Regions from separate parts of the Mus musculus genome. Here region 1 is linked to region 2. The links are chromatin contacts, called in public Hi-C maps. All regions are on one chromosome and are shown on one strand. The core of a region is the stretch at or near the end of the contact, and the rest is flanking DNA. Distances in the headings are between cores, read along the strand shown.

Region 1 (7,116 bases), core at 2,560-5,059, 100 kb after region 2:
ATTTTCACATGTATAACTCTAGAGCCACCAATAATTACAGTTCGTACATCAAAGAGAGTGAAGGTAGCTACGGTGAGTTAATATCTGCCCTCTCGCCGCAGGTAAAGAAAGCCACGGAGAGTTATAACTTAGGAATTGCCCTTGACCACCGGAAAGAAATGCTGAACCTCTGGAAGAAGATTCGAGGGGATTTGGTTGGGATCGAAAGCAACAATGAGTCCTTTTACAACACCTTTTCGACCTACACCTGGTCCTGGAACGTCTGCCAAGAGCTGCTCTCCGCTAAGGACCTCCGCTTGCACGACGCCAGCATGAACAAGAGTTCCCCCTCCAACTCTGGGTTATCTTCCCCATCGGACTTCAGTGAGTCTGACCCGGAGACGGGGAGGAAGAGGAAACGGAAAAGTTCCAGAGGGTTTCGGCAATGAAAAGCCTACGTTTTCTAAACAGCTCTTCGAAAACCGCTTTCCATAGTAATCAAAAGTATGGTTTCTTGCTTTTATCTATTACATGCCTAGGTGGAAATTTTGACATCTTATGGATTCCGACCAGTAAAAACCTTTAAATCCGGGATGCTTTCTCTTTCTGTGGTTTATATAATTACCCTATTACTAGAGCCAGGCATTCTTCGCTATGCCCACTTGACTTAAAACAACCAAGATACCAGCAGAAAGCAGGGGAAGTTGGCCTGGGTTCCCAAGAGCCCTCTGGACAATAAGCGTCTGAGTTTGGGGTAACTCTAAATGGCGGATTTGCTTGACACCAGATTCAGAGGATTGCAGCTGCAGGGAACCCTAGCAGCATACCCTCTCCCCACGCCACAAAGAACCTCAGAGAAGTTTAGGAATTCCTTAGGCACACCTCTCGCTTAGATGGCTCCTTCAATTAACAGCTCATCCATTACACGAGAGACACAACTATATTGAAAATATAGGTACCGTAGTGTTGTGTGCATGTATGTGTAACTGCATGTGCAAGTGAGCACATATGAGTACACTCGAGTGTTCTCGCCCATGCTGGTGTGTGGAGCATAGAGGTTGATGTCGGGGCATCTTCCTCAATTGGTTCTCTGTTCTGCTTTTCGAGACAGGGTCTATCACTGGACCTGGGGCTCACCATTTCTGCTGGACTCTGGCCAGTGGGCCTCCAGAATCTGCCAGTCTCCATTGCCACCTCAGTGCTAAATTTATAGACACAAGCCACCACATTCAACTTTCTCCAAGGGCACTGGAGATTGAAACTCTGGTCCTTGGCTCACACAGCAAACACTTCACCCGTCGAGCTATCTGTGCACTTTGGGATGTTGTGGCTGTTATTGATAAAACTCAACTGTCCAGAATTTACTGTCTTAAACATAGTTAAGTGTGTATCATTCTGCTTCTTAGTTCCATTCATTCTTAGAGTCTTGGGGCACTCTGAAGTTTTTGACAGTTTTTTCAAATATAGGCACACAACTTTGGAATTCTATAAACATTAAGTCTACATTAACCATTTGATATATTATCAGGATGGCAAAAGTGGTTTTTTTTTCCTCTGCAGATTCTCATCTGTCTGTCCCTGTCTCTCTCTCTCTCTCTCTCTCTCTCTCTCTCTCTCTCTCTCTCTCCCTCTCTCTCTCTCTCTGTATCTGGGGGAGGGGTGACAGACTCATTCAGCCCAGGCTAGCTAGCCTCAGGCTTGATAAATAGGCAATTGATGGTCTTGAATTCCCTGATCCTCCTGGCTCTGACTCCTGCATGCCAAGTGTAGAGCTTGCAGCCATGCCCCACCATGCCAGTTTATGTGGTGTTTCATATCAAAACCTGGCCTCCATGCATGCCAGGCAAGCACTGTGCCAACTGAGCCACAACTGAAAGTTTGTCAGTTCATACTGATCCCCTTTCCCTCCCCTTGCCCTCCTTCTGTAACCGTGGCTGACCCGGAACCGGCTTTCTAGATCAAGCTAGTTTAGGGCTTGCAGCACGGGTCATGCTTCTGACTCCCAAGTGCTAGGATTATGGTTCCATGGATCATGCCCAGCTCTTGCTCTAATTCTCTAAAGCTGATAAACTCTATCTACCTACCTACCTATCTATCTATCTATCATCTATCTATCTATCCATCTATCTTTCCCCCCATTTATTGAAAATAGATTCTTTTTCATTCAATATATCCTGCTTACAGTTCCCCCTCTCTCCACTCCTCTCAGTTCCTCCCACCTCCCCTCCCATCTGGATGCACCCTCTTTCTGTCTCTCATTAGAAAAGGCTTCTAAGCGAAAACCACAAAATAAAATAGAAAACAAAAACCATAAAACAAACACACAAATAAAAACTATCACTGAACAAGACAAAACACAAAAAGGGAAAGAGCCCCGAAGGCACAAGAAGAATCAGAGACCCGCCCATTCACTTACTCAGGAGTCCTATAAAATCTCTACACTGAAGCTGTATACACAAGCACACAGACCCTGTGCTTGCTACTTCAGTCTCTGAGTTCATGTGAGCTTTGCTCTGTTGACTTAGAGGGCCTTGTTCTCCTGGTGTCCGCCATCCCCTCTGGCTCTTACACTTTCTTCTTCCTCATCCCCAGGGGTTCCCTGAGCTCTGAGTGGATGGATTGGATGGAGACATGCCATTTAGAGCTGTGGGTCTCTGTGGGTCTGTGTGGGTCTGTGTGTGTGTGTGTGTGTGTGTGTGTGTGTGTGTGTGTGTGTGTGTGTAATGTCTGAGTCCAGTAATTTTAACATTGTCCTGGACAACACAGTAAGGCCTCAATCTCAAAATATAAGTACAGGGGCCTGCAGGATGGCCCAGTGGGTGAAGGTGCTTGCAACTAAGCCTGAAGACCTGAGTTCAATCCCCAAAATCTATATGATAGGATAAAACCAACTCCTGCAAGTGGCCTTCTGACCTCTTGCATACCCAGTAACTAAATAAACAGGCACATGAGTATGATTTAAAAATTAAAAATAAATATTAGTTATTTTATAGTTATACTTTGGGGGAAAGCATTGATGAGTAACCATATTTTCTAACCAAAAGGTAAGATTATTAGTTTTAAGAAAATATCTTTATTTTTTATGTGTGTGTTACAATGTCTGAGAATATAGAATTAGGAGCTAGGCATAGTGGCACGTGCCTATAATCCCAGCACTTCGGAAGCAGAGACCAAAAGACAAGACCACAGGAGTTCAGGATCATGCTGCAGTGTGGCAAATTCAGGGCCAGCCTAACTTACATGAGATCCTGTCTGAAAAGAAAGTATAATATAAAATATTAGAATTACTGCAGGGTTTTTTGTTTGTTTGTTTGTTTTTTCAAGACAGGGTTTCTCTATGTAGCCTTGGCTGTCCTGGAACTCACTTTGTAGACCAGGCTCGTCTCGAACTCAGAAATCCGCCTGCCTCTGCCTCCCAAGTGCTGGGATTAAAGGCGTGCACCACCATCACCCGGCAGAACAAGATATTTTTAAGGAGTTCTGATAGAAAAAAAATTTAACCTGCAGGGCACGCCCATCTCTCTGTTGCACTGTTGCAGACTACATATAATAGTAGCAACTGACACCTCCCTGCTGGGATCTATACACAGGGACAGGCATCCACCCATTCACTCACCAGCTTGCTGAATTGCCTGCTGTGTGCCAGACCCTGGTCTAGGATCTAGATCTGTAGCAGATAGAATGCCTGACTTGCCCAGATCTTAGTAACAGATCTAATTATAACCAGTGGCTCAGCAATGCCTGCTGGTGACTTTGGTCAGGGCAGATGAGGAGAACAAATCTCTATTCAGCCCAGATAGGGAAATGACCAAAGACACTCTCCCACCCCAGACCAGCCTGATGATTCAGTAAGCTAATTACAGGACGCGAGGGAGGGATTACAGAAGCACTCACACACAGCATGGGTGACCCTTAGCAGTTGCATCACTGAAAAGCCCACGCCAGCATGGGTAACAACTCTCAAAGGTTACACCCTAGAGCTCCCTGCTTTCAGAAATGACTCCTCTCTCCCAGGAGTTGACTGGGGCTTATATTACCCAGGGAAAGTGGCTTGCACGTTTCCTGTTTCCTAAGCTGTCTTAGAAGCTTCCCTCCTCCCTCTTGGAGGGAACATGTCAATTCAGAGGAAACAGTCACAGCAATGACAAAATAGGTTACAAAAATGAATGTTTAGTAGATGGGTCTCATTCTGTTGCCCAGGCTTACCTTTTGTTCCAGGCTCAAGAAATCCCCCTACTTCTGCCTCCTGAGCAGATGCACTAAAAGTGCACCACCCACCATGGCCAGACTGAATTTTTAATAGCAAGAAACTTAAAACAGCCTAAATGTCAATGAAATCATGCTACAGCTATTCAAAGTCAGACCAGAATGTCATTACAATAATGTTTCACACAATGAAACATTCCCCCAGCTGTTATTAGGTTAAACTATTAAGTTAAAAAGCGCTTAAGGTGTGGCTCTCCACACAGATGTGACAGCATGGCTGTGACCACAGCACTAGAGAGACTGAGGCAGGAAGACATCAAGTTCCAGGTCAGCCTGGGCTACATAGACCATCTCAAGCCAGTACCCCCAACTCAATTATGTAAGCAAATTAATGGAAAGACTAGGAAAATATAAAACAAAGTATCGATGAATCAAATGGTGGGATATAGCATTTTCTGGTCTTAACTGTATCTTCTAAATATTCCACATATTTGGTTTTTAATAAGGGAAATGTAGCTAAGAGTGGTAACACATGTCATTTAAAAGGCAGATGCAGGAATCTCAAGTCTCAGGCCACACAGGGCTATAGCAAAACCTTGTCTCAAAAAACACGAATAAAAGGTGTGGAAGCTTGAGTAAGAATGGTGAGGGGGGCTGGAAAGATAGCTGGCTGTTCGGGCTGGAGAGATGGCCCAGCCGTTAAAGGCTAGGCTCACAACCAAAAATATAAGAATACTGGCTGTTCTTCCAGAGGTCCTGAGTTCAATTTCCAGAAGCCACACAGTGGTTCACAACTATCTATAATGGGTTCTGATGCCCTCTTCTGGTATACATGAAGACAACATACTCATATACATAAAATTAAAAAGAAATGTTAAGGGGCTGGTGAGATGGCTCAGTGGGTAAGAGCACCCGACTGCTCTTCCAAAGGTCAGGAGTTCAAATCCCAGCAACCACATGGTGGCTCACAACCATCAGTAACGAGATCTGACTCCCTCGTCTGTAGTGTCTGAGGACAGCTACAGTGTACTTACATATAATAAATAAATAAATCTTAAAAAAAAAAGAAATGTTAAGGAACCTTTGAATAAGGGTGGTAAGGAACAGTCTGACGTGAGTAGCCTATGCTGCCATCTGAGGCCATTGTAAGATCCTGGCCCATGCTGCCACCCAGGGCCATGTCTGGGTCCATGACCCTGCAGTGGCTGGAATCTGTTAATGTCAGTGGCCGGTGTTACCACCAAAAGCCATGCAGATGTCCCTGGTCTGGGCTGCTGCCTGGGGCCATGTTGATGTCCAGGGGCTGTGCAGTGCTGGCCCCACCACTCACCTGAGCACAGTGGGAGAGCTGGCCCTGAGGGTGTGACAGTGGGAGAGCTGGCCCTGCCCCTCTCCAGCGGCATCACTCAGGAGAGTGCCTACCCCACCCATCCCACCCTCATCTGAACAACACAGTAGTGCTGGCCCACAGGAGAGCACAGGAGATATGGTCCTGACCCTCACAACCTGCAGGCAGGAGAGCCAGTCCTGACCCTCACAACCTACAGCATTCGGGAGAGCAGGCCCCATCCTTTCACCTGAGCAGAGTGGGAGAGCCTACTCCTACAGTGTGAGAGCAGAAGAGCTGTCCCTACCCCCTCACTAGCGGGTAGTGCTGGAGAGCTGGCAAACTGACCTACACCTCACGCTCAGATACGGGGGTTTGAGTTGGCCCACCCCAACATCTACCCCCTTTATGAATTGCTGGAACATATGAAGGGGTGTAATATCTAAAATGAACTCAAGACCACCCAGTACCTTCTCCCTTCGAAAAGGACTTTCCAAACTGTACTAACAGGCCAAGTGCAGAGCCAGATAAGGAAGCTGGCTGACTAAACAAATGTAAAAACCTAGTTTTATCGGCCAAAATGATTAAGCCTGCAGCTACCAAAACAATATTAGCTGTTCTCAGAGAAATAACCATAACAAGATTAGCAATTCTCCTGCCCCCTGCTCCACACTGAATTCTGACAAAGACCACAAACCACCCTGACCTTGTTGTGAGAATTCCCCTGGCGTTAATAGCTGTGACATTAATAGCTGATCCATAAGTTCAAAATGTACTATTACTTTGCTGACCAAATCATAATAACCCACCATGGGGGCAAGCAAAGTGAGTCACTAGGCCAAAGGGTTACTTAGTCACTATACAAACCAACCAATGTCTGAAAGGGTCACTTGCTACACCAATGAGAACCCTGTTGCTCAAATCTGCCCCTTACAAAGGTATAAAAAGTGTGTCCTCTCTTTGTTCTTGGTCTCTCCTCTGGCCTGCGTGCTGGGAGGGGAGTCCCCAACATGTTAGATCAATAAAAATCCTCATGCGTTTTGCAGTGATGGCGGCGGTCTCTGTGGTCCTTGTGAGTAAGGGTCGTTTGACACTACAACAGGGGCAGGTCCTGCAGAACCCAAGCTGCAGGATCTCCATGACACAGGCCAATAATAGGCTATCTGAAAAGAATTCAAGAGAGGATCCAGTATTGATAGTATAGCAGAAGCCAGAGGTACCAAGCCAGATCAATGATATTTGCAAGCCGTTTGAGTAAAAGAGTAAACTGTGTGATACACCGCAGATTCGACAGAGAGATGGGGTTTTTGTTTTCTTTTGGAGGGTAGGTTGTGAGGGCAATAGGGAATATGGAAGGAAGGAGAGATGAGTGGGATTGCATGCTGTGAAATCCACAAAGAATCAAAAAGTTTTTTAAAAGAAAAAAACAAAAACAAAAAAGGTTATTAAATCAGTTTATACAAAAGGCTGCTCATGCTCTGTAAAAGTTAAAAAGAAGCAATTAAGACATCAAGATCCTTCCCTGGAGCTCTTGTTCCACAGCAACGCCATTAAATGGCCCAGAATTGGCACCGCCTGCAACAAGGGGTTGGGAGGGTGATGGG
Region 2 (6,824 bases), core at 4,134-6,633:
AGCAAAGTGCCTTTGTCTACTGAATAAGGCAAAGTCTTGCCAGCGTAGGGTGAAAATCTTGAAAAACAAAAAGAACAGATGATGATATTAATAGGTAACATTTCAAGAGTAACTTTCCTCATTTCATGTTCATCTGTATATGCCATTATGCTGTGATTTTTAAAAATCATAAGAAAAGCCTGGCAGTGGTGGTACACGCCTTTAATCCCAGCACTTGGGAGGCAGAGGCAGGCAGTTTTCTGAGTTAGAAGCCAGCCTGGTCTACAGAGTGAGTTCCAGGACAGCCAAGGATATACAGAGAAACCATGTCTCAAAAAACACCCCCAAAAATTAATAATTATAAGAAAAAGTCCTATTTAAAAGTTCCATTTTTCTCTGCATCAGTGCACAGTTACATATAATGTAAATTGTGGCCTTTTACAGCTTCTGGGATGATTTCTCTGCAGACAATGCTGAAAGAAGTAAGAAAATTCACCGGTAAGCAAGACATTTTGTAAAAGGTATTACACAAAAGCTTCATATTTACATACATTTTTGAAATTGAATTTTCTTAGCTGGCATGCAGTACGTGCTTGTAATTTCAACACTCAGGAGGCTGAGGAAGAAGGCTGCAAGGTCAGTCTGGATCCTTAGTACCAGTCCAGCCAGGGCTGCATAGTAAGATAGTTCAACCCAGTAATCCCAGCATCCAAAAGGAATACAGGAGTTCAAGGCCAAACTGTTCTCCAGTAGGGAGTTCCAGACTAGCGAAGGCTAAATAGAAGGATCCTGTCACAATATGTATGTATGTGCATAAGGATGCACATATATATTATATGCACACCTTAAAGATTTCTTATCTTGTCACTGGCTTCAAAAATTTTAACTGGCATGAAAATTAAATTTGTTTATTTCATTTTGGCAAAACTTTGTGATGATATATATGTATAATGAGTTCCACACTTATTCTGAAACCTCTTTTTTATCTTATGGTGCATTTCTCCATAATAACACAGTCAACACCGATCATCATTCATTTGAAATACTTAGCAACTACTCTAACTCAGAAAATGTTAGGACATGCCAGTGACAGTAGGACTACTGAGGCCACTTACACCATTACAAATGCATAGTTTCTACAAATTTGAACACCTTTCCATGTGTTCTGTACAAACGTAGTTTTGTCAGACAAAGTCAACAAACAATTCTCACTTTCAATTTTCTTTTTTTTTTCTCCAAAGGAGGAAATATTGATGCTAAAGTCACACATAGAGTGCTGGAGGGCATGGGCATACAGCTTTCAAATAGAGACATCAATGACCTGCTGAAACGGTTGCCTATTGCTGGTAAGTACTGTGTGAACCCTATGGAGTGCATCTTCGTGTTTGTATAAACTTCAGAGTGAGGACATCATAAAAACTAGCCCCTCTCCTGCCCTACAACTCCTAGAAAACAAAGATATCAAGCTGTAGTAGGGAAAGTATGAGTCTTTGGCATTTGAATTTGTTTTGATCCCTGGCAGCATCCTTAAACTAAATCTTGGCTTTGAAAGTGTGTTCCTGGCTGTGGGGGATGGCCCAGTGGGTAAAACACTTGCTGTCCAAGACTGATGATCTCAGTTCACATCTCTGGAACACAAGTAAAAAGTTGCAGTGTGTGGGTCTATAATCTTGATCTTTCTACAATGAGATAAGAAGCAGAGATGGGAGATTTCCCAAGAGCTTGCAGACCAGCTAGTGTAGTTTAACAGTGCAACAGCAAACGAGACAGAAGCAAGATAGATGGTTGACATCCAAGGTTCTACTCCAACCTACACACACACTGTGTCCACTCATGCGCACATGGACACACATACAGACACACATGCACACATGTGAACACAAGCACGCACAGACCCATGCACGTGCACACATACACAAATAAATAAACAGATGTTTTTAAAATAGTGTCGTTACCTTAAGATAAATAAATCTTAAGTAGAGCAAAGAAAAAAAAAGGGTGAACTAACAGTAACAAGGAGAAAGAAAGGGGGAGCTGAACGTGAGGAAAGGCATCGGACAGCGTCACATTCAGAATTTTGTCCAGTGCTGGGGAAAGTGTTGGTGGCAAGGCACTTAGAATTATACCCTCAGCACCTCTTACTGGATGCATCATTTCTCTCTAATTATAAATGTGTCTTATTTTACAGACGATGGGAAAATACTTAAAAACGTATTACTTGATCATGTAAAGTGGCATTCTGGTAAGTGATCATCTCAAAAAGGCAATTCGAACTATAAGCTGTCGTCTTTACCTTGACTTAAAAAACATCATGTCATTACACAATAATTAGGTGGTTTGTTTTATTTTCTTTAAGTTTAAAGATCTTTTAGATGCAACTATAACTAATGTAGTTTATAATTTTCTGACAGTTGAAGATGTTTCAAATTCTGTTTGCTGATCAAGAGTGCTAGTTGTCTGATATAACTTATCAGTTGATCTAAAAAATGCAGTTTATAGTATATAGAATCAGTACATATACTCAATATGTAACTAAAAACTTACATAACTCATCTGATATATAATTAACTTCTAAATATACCTTTCTCACACATTAAATAAAGAACCCTCTGAAGCAAGATTGGCCAAATACACTGTTGCCCAGCTTCCACAGTGTCTCTGCAGCCCTGAAAGCTATTTGTCTGTCATTGTGTGGTGGACTACTTCGTTTCCGTCTATGATAACTTAGCCTCTGGCTCCTTCTTTCCTAAGGGGCCAAGTGTCATATCTCCAAACTGGGTGGCATTCTAGAAGACTTGGGCTTCAACCTGGAGGATGAAGAAATCGAAGACCTAACAAGCCGTCTGCCAGTTGAAGGTGAGATTGCCGTTATGTCTTCTGAGAGCCTCTCAGTGCCTCTGATAAACTTGAAGATCTGCTCGTGGGGAAACCTGTTTTCCTGGATTGTGGTGCTTCAGTCAGAAGTGCTCATCTGTCGAACAAGAGGTTTCGCTTATAAACCCTTATACCACTGAGAATACTTAATGACCTATGCCAGAGAAAAGAAACAAAGGATCATGTCAACAGGAAAAGAAAGGGGCAAGAGCTAAGAATTGATACTTAAGAGAACCCACCACTGTTCCAGAGGACACACGTTTGGTTCCCAGCACCCATGTTGGATAGCTCATGATTGCCAGTAAATACTCCAGCTCCAGGGATCTGACTCTCTCTTCTGGCCTTCAGGAGAAAAATAATTAAATCTATCAAATCACCAGAAGGTTCAGGAAAGAAAGCATGCCAGATCATCCTAGATTTTTTTTTACTTGATAGTGAAATGTATATATCCTGTGTATATCCTCGCTGTACAGTTGGTTTCTTGGCACTGACTTGAATGGTGATTATGGGTCCTCTGACTAGTATCTGCTTCCAGCTCCTGAAGGTCAGTGCTTTCACAGTCTACCATGAGAGAGAGCAGTGTCTGTCTCTGACTCACTTCATATAAAGTCCTGCAGATCATCAGGGGACCCTCCCCTGGTAGCCCTCATCTACACTGAGCTGCGTCATGGTGAGCATCACCTGTGTGTGGTGATGCGCTTGTTAATTAGCCCCAGACCTCTCTTCAGTCCTCAGTCCCTTCCTTTAGCTCTCTACCAAGCTGCAGAATTGTTGCTGCCCCCCATCCCCAGCAGTAATTCCATTTTCTGTTTGGTACCAAGTGTTTCTACCTACTGAGGAGTTGCCATGTTGCTTTCCGTAACAGCTGTACCAATGTTACTCTCACTAACCGTGTGTAAGAGTTGTTTTTTCTCATACACACAACAGCATTGATGGGATTTATCCCTTTAATAACAGCCATCCTGACTCCAGTTAGGTGATGTCTCATTCTCAGTGGGTTTACATTTCCCTGATGGTGAGCAATGCCCAGGGGTTTGTTTGTTTGTTTGTTTTGTGTGTGTGCTTTCCTGTGGTACCAAACCCTAGACTGAGTCTGACTCCAGTAATAACCTTACTTTAATTTCATTTTTATTTCTTACTTTAATTTTAAATCAAGAGGTTTTTTTCTTTTTTTCACTTAGACCTGATTAGAAGGGAGTGAGTTTCCAGCACATGCAACCCTCAAGCTAATCTAGAGCAAATAGCCTAGTATGTATGGCTCCTACTCTATGCAGACAGATGGTTAGCTACAATATAGCTGGGTTTGGTTTTCCTGAGACAGGGTTTCTCTGTGTAGCCCTGGCTGGTCTGGTACTTGCTCTTTAGACCAGGTTGGCCTCAAACTCGGAGATCTGCCTGCCTCTGCCTCCTAAGTACTGGGATTAAAGGTGTACACCACAACCTCTGGGCACACAATACTGCTTTTTTAAATCTGTTATACTAAGGTGATCAAACAGATTGCTCTTGGACTCTAAAGTGGAATGAGCCAAGTGAAAGATAAACAACGCTTTTTTAAATTTCCTAGCACCGGTGCACATAGACATGGTACATCCTGCAATTTTTCCTCCTGCACTGTATTTGTTTATCACATTCAGACCGTCAGTTTTCAAGTCCGTGTTCATCTGGGAAAGAAGATTAGTGTATTAGCAGAACAAATCAGGGTGAACCTTTGAATTTCGATGTTTTACCTCACACTGTAAGGCCTTGTGTTTCTGGGTGCGAGTCACCATGCCTGGGTCTTATATGCATTTTGTCTTTGCAGATGAGATGGTCAACATGAGGGAGATGATGGAGAATGTGGAGTTGCTCACAGGTCAGTGAAAGGCCACAGAGCAAAAACGACTTTCAGTCACAATGAAGCTTACACGTCACACTTTTCAATATCCAAGCCTCGTTATGGGGGCTTTGTTTAGTACAAATTTATTAATTTGTTAGTCTTACTGATATAACAACAATATATTTTATGCATCTCTGTGAGATGGCTCAATAGGTAGAGACACTTGGTAGTTCCCTATATACTGGAAAGAACTTACTCCTGTAAATTGTCTTCTGACTTCCACGAGGATGCCCACAACATGATAAATACATGAATAAATAAATGAATAGTAAATAGTAATAAAAAATCAAAACATTCTATCCAGCAGTCCAAATTAATTTTTGGCAAAACTGTTACATTTTTCTATTGTTGTAGTATCCTGGGTTTCCCTGTGTTTTCTTTCTCAACGATTTAAATTAGTTGCATTGTTCACACGGCCAAAATAAACCCAGGTAACCATGATCACTAGAAAAATAATGGCCTAGTCTTATTTTTAGGATTAAATCTTTTTATTCTATTTTACCCTAAAAATCTAACCATTTTAGGAATAGATCACCTTCCTTATCATGTCATATAGTGTAAAAATAGGAAACGGGTTGCGTGCAGAGGGGTGGGGCTCGTGAGGGCCCACCCCCTAGCTGAAGAGCTATTGGCAGTTGTTAGCCAATTGTTGAGAGGGAGAGTCAATTCCCTTCAAGTGATGTGGTCTTTGCTCATGCTCCAGTAGAGGGCGCTCTGCATACATATGTATGTGGGCAGCAGTAATCCAACACGGGGTTATTAAAACAGACAACAAGACGATGACAACAACAAACAGAAGGAAACAACATAAATTTGGGCAGGGTATGTGGGGGATCTGACTTGGAAATCAAGGTACGATGTGTTCTGAATGCATTGTATTTGCATATCTAGCTACCAACGAGTAAGCAAAACATTTAAATTGGCAGTTTATCTATAAAAATATGTATTTAGTCATTTATACATAGCCATATTGACCTATGACCTCCATGTCAGAATATTGATCTATACTGTTGCTCAGTGAAGTGAATGTCATGATCCACCAGAGATACTGACAACCCCATTGATAGAGCCAATTCTAAGTTTTGCTTTTGTGTTTTTTATTTTGGATGGCCCAACCAAAAGTGGGCTTGTGCCTCTGAAAAGTCTCTTGTAGCTGAGTCAGGGATGCAGGTTTCTAATGGCAAAAACCACAAAGACCATAGTTTATATCAAAGTTAAATGAGGTCAGAGTAACCTTAAAATATTCGTCCCTGGCAGAGCATAGTAATATGTCAGACCAAACATGTAAATTATTTTTCACTTATATTTTTTTCTAGTTATTTTAGTTTTTTTTTAAATTATTTTGGTTAATACATTGGGACCATGGTCAAGGCCTTGGAAATCTCAAATGTGTTTCTGAGGCAGACATGAGCATTGGAGAGGTGGGTAGGGAGCTGAGAACTGTCCAGGCAAACACAAAATGGGGTTAGAACAAAATGATGTCACTTAGGCATTTCACTAGAACTTACAAATTATTTTTCTGTCTAGAATTGAGCAATTTATGTCTTTTTTTTATATCCTCTTAGACTCTTGACTTAGACTTTTGATCATCCAACCCTTCAGGTAAACTTAGATGACACAGTTTCTAATCATTTTGCTCTCATTTCTATTTATTTCAAAGGAAACAAAGTGGATGTTGATCAAATAGATCAAGTTTTGAAAACCATAGGGGTAGAGCTCACACCTAAGGAGCGCTGGGAGCTGATGAAGACTCTGCCCATTACCTGTGAGCATTCCTGATTCAACCGCAGCTTCTGGGGGCGGGGGTGGGGGCTTGAGCATGTGCGTTATGGAGGCTAGCTGGGAGTCCTTGAATATACATTACACATGAACATATTGAGGACATCTTAAGTGATAAGATTAAAGTCACAAATCTTTAAAAAAAAAAAGTCACAAGTCTTTTCGTCCATGGAAACTATTTTACATAGGGGCTTACTCTATTGGGACTGAATTTGAGAATTCTTAAGAAAGAAATTAATTCATGAATCAAGATATGATTACAAGTTTTTGAGTTGAGACATTACTTCTGTAATGTCTGATAACCCTAAAGCACAAA

Evidence for each region. Hi-C and Micro-C count contacts between places; a contact is called where the count stands out from the background.
Region 1: a Hi-C map of the N1E-115 cell line shows a contact between it and region 2, with 11 times the contacts expected there. The contact joins two enhancer-like sites. A contact is called at or near these places in 1 of 39 promoter capture datasets (hippocampal neurons), 3 of 15 datasets of contacts at CTCF or cohesin (CD8 T cells, embryonic stem cells and pro-B cells), 48 of 484 Hi-C or Micro-C datasets (the AML12 cell line, the BV-2 cell line, the Ba/F3 cell line and 29 more), 7 of 115 datasets of contacts at active chromatin or transcription factors (the SCID.adh cell line, T-cell acute lymphoblastic leukemia, bone marrow-derived macrophages and 3 more) and 2 of 9 other capture datasets (adipose tissue and pancreatic islet).

Annotation. Positions count from the first base shown.
Region 1 is chr11:105,116,967-105,124,082 of GRCm38.p6, forward strand. It overlaps Efcab3 (EF-hand calcium binding domain 3), which reads left to right. Exons shown (of 10, transcript NM_001081046.1): 10 at 102-571. The coding sequence ends at 428. Among named protein-coding and RNA genes, the nearest start is that of Mettl2, 5.9 kb to the right of the region's middle. Within about 2 kb of position 3,810, at least 25 of the 459 cell types and tissues checked have an H3K27ac peak or open chromatin away from gene starts, as enhancers often do. A contact at or near this core is called in the N1E-115 cell line, where this site is marked.
Region 2 is chr11:105,015,863-105,022,686 of GRCm38.p6, forward strand. It overlaps a transcript of Efcab3 not described here. Among named protein-coding and RNA genes, the nearest start is that of Gm25362, 62 kb to the right of the region's middle. Within about 2 kb of position 5,384, at least 4 of the 459 cell types and tissues checked have an H3K27ac peak or open chromatin away from gene starts, as enhancers often do. A contact at or near this core is called in the N1E-115 cell line, where this site is marked.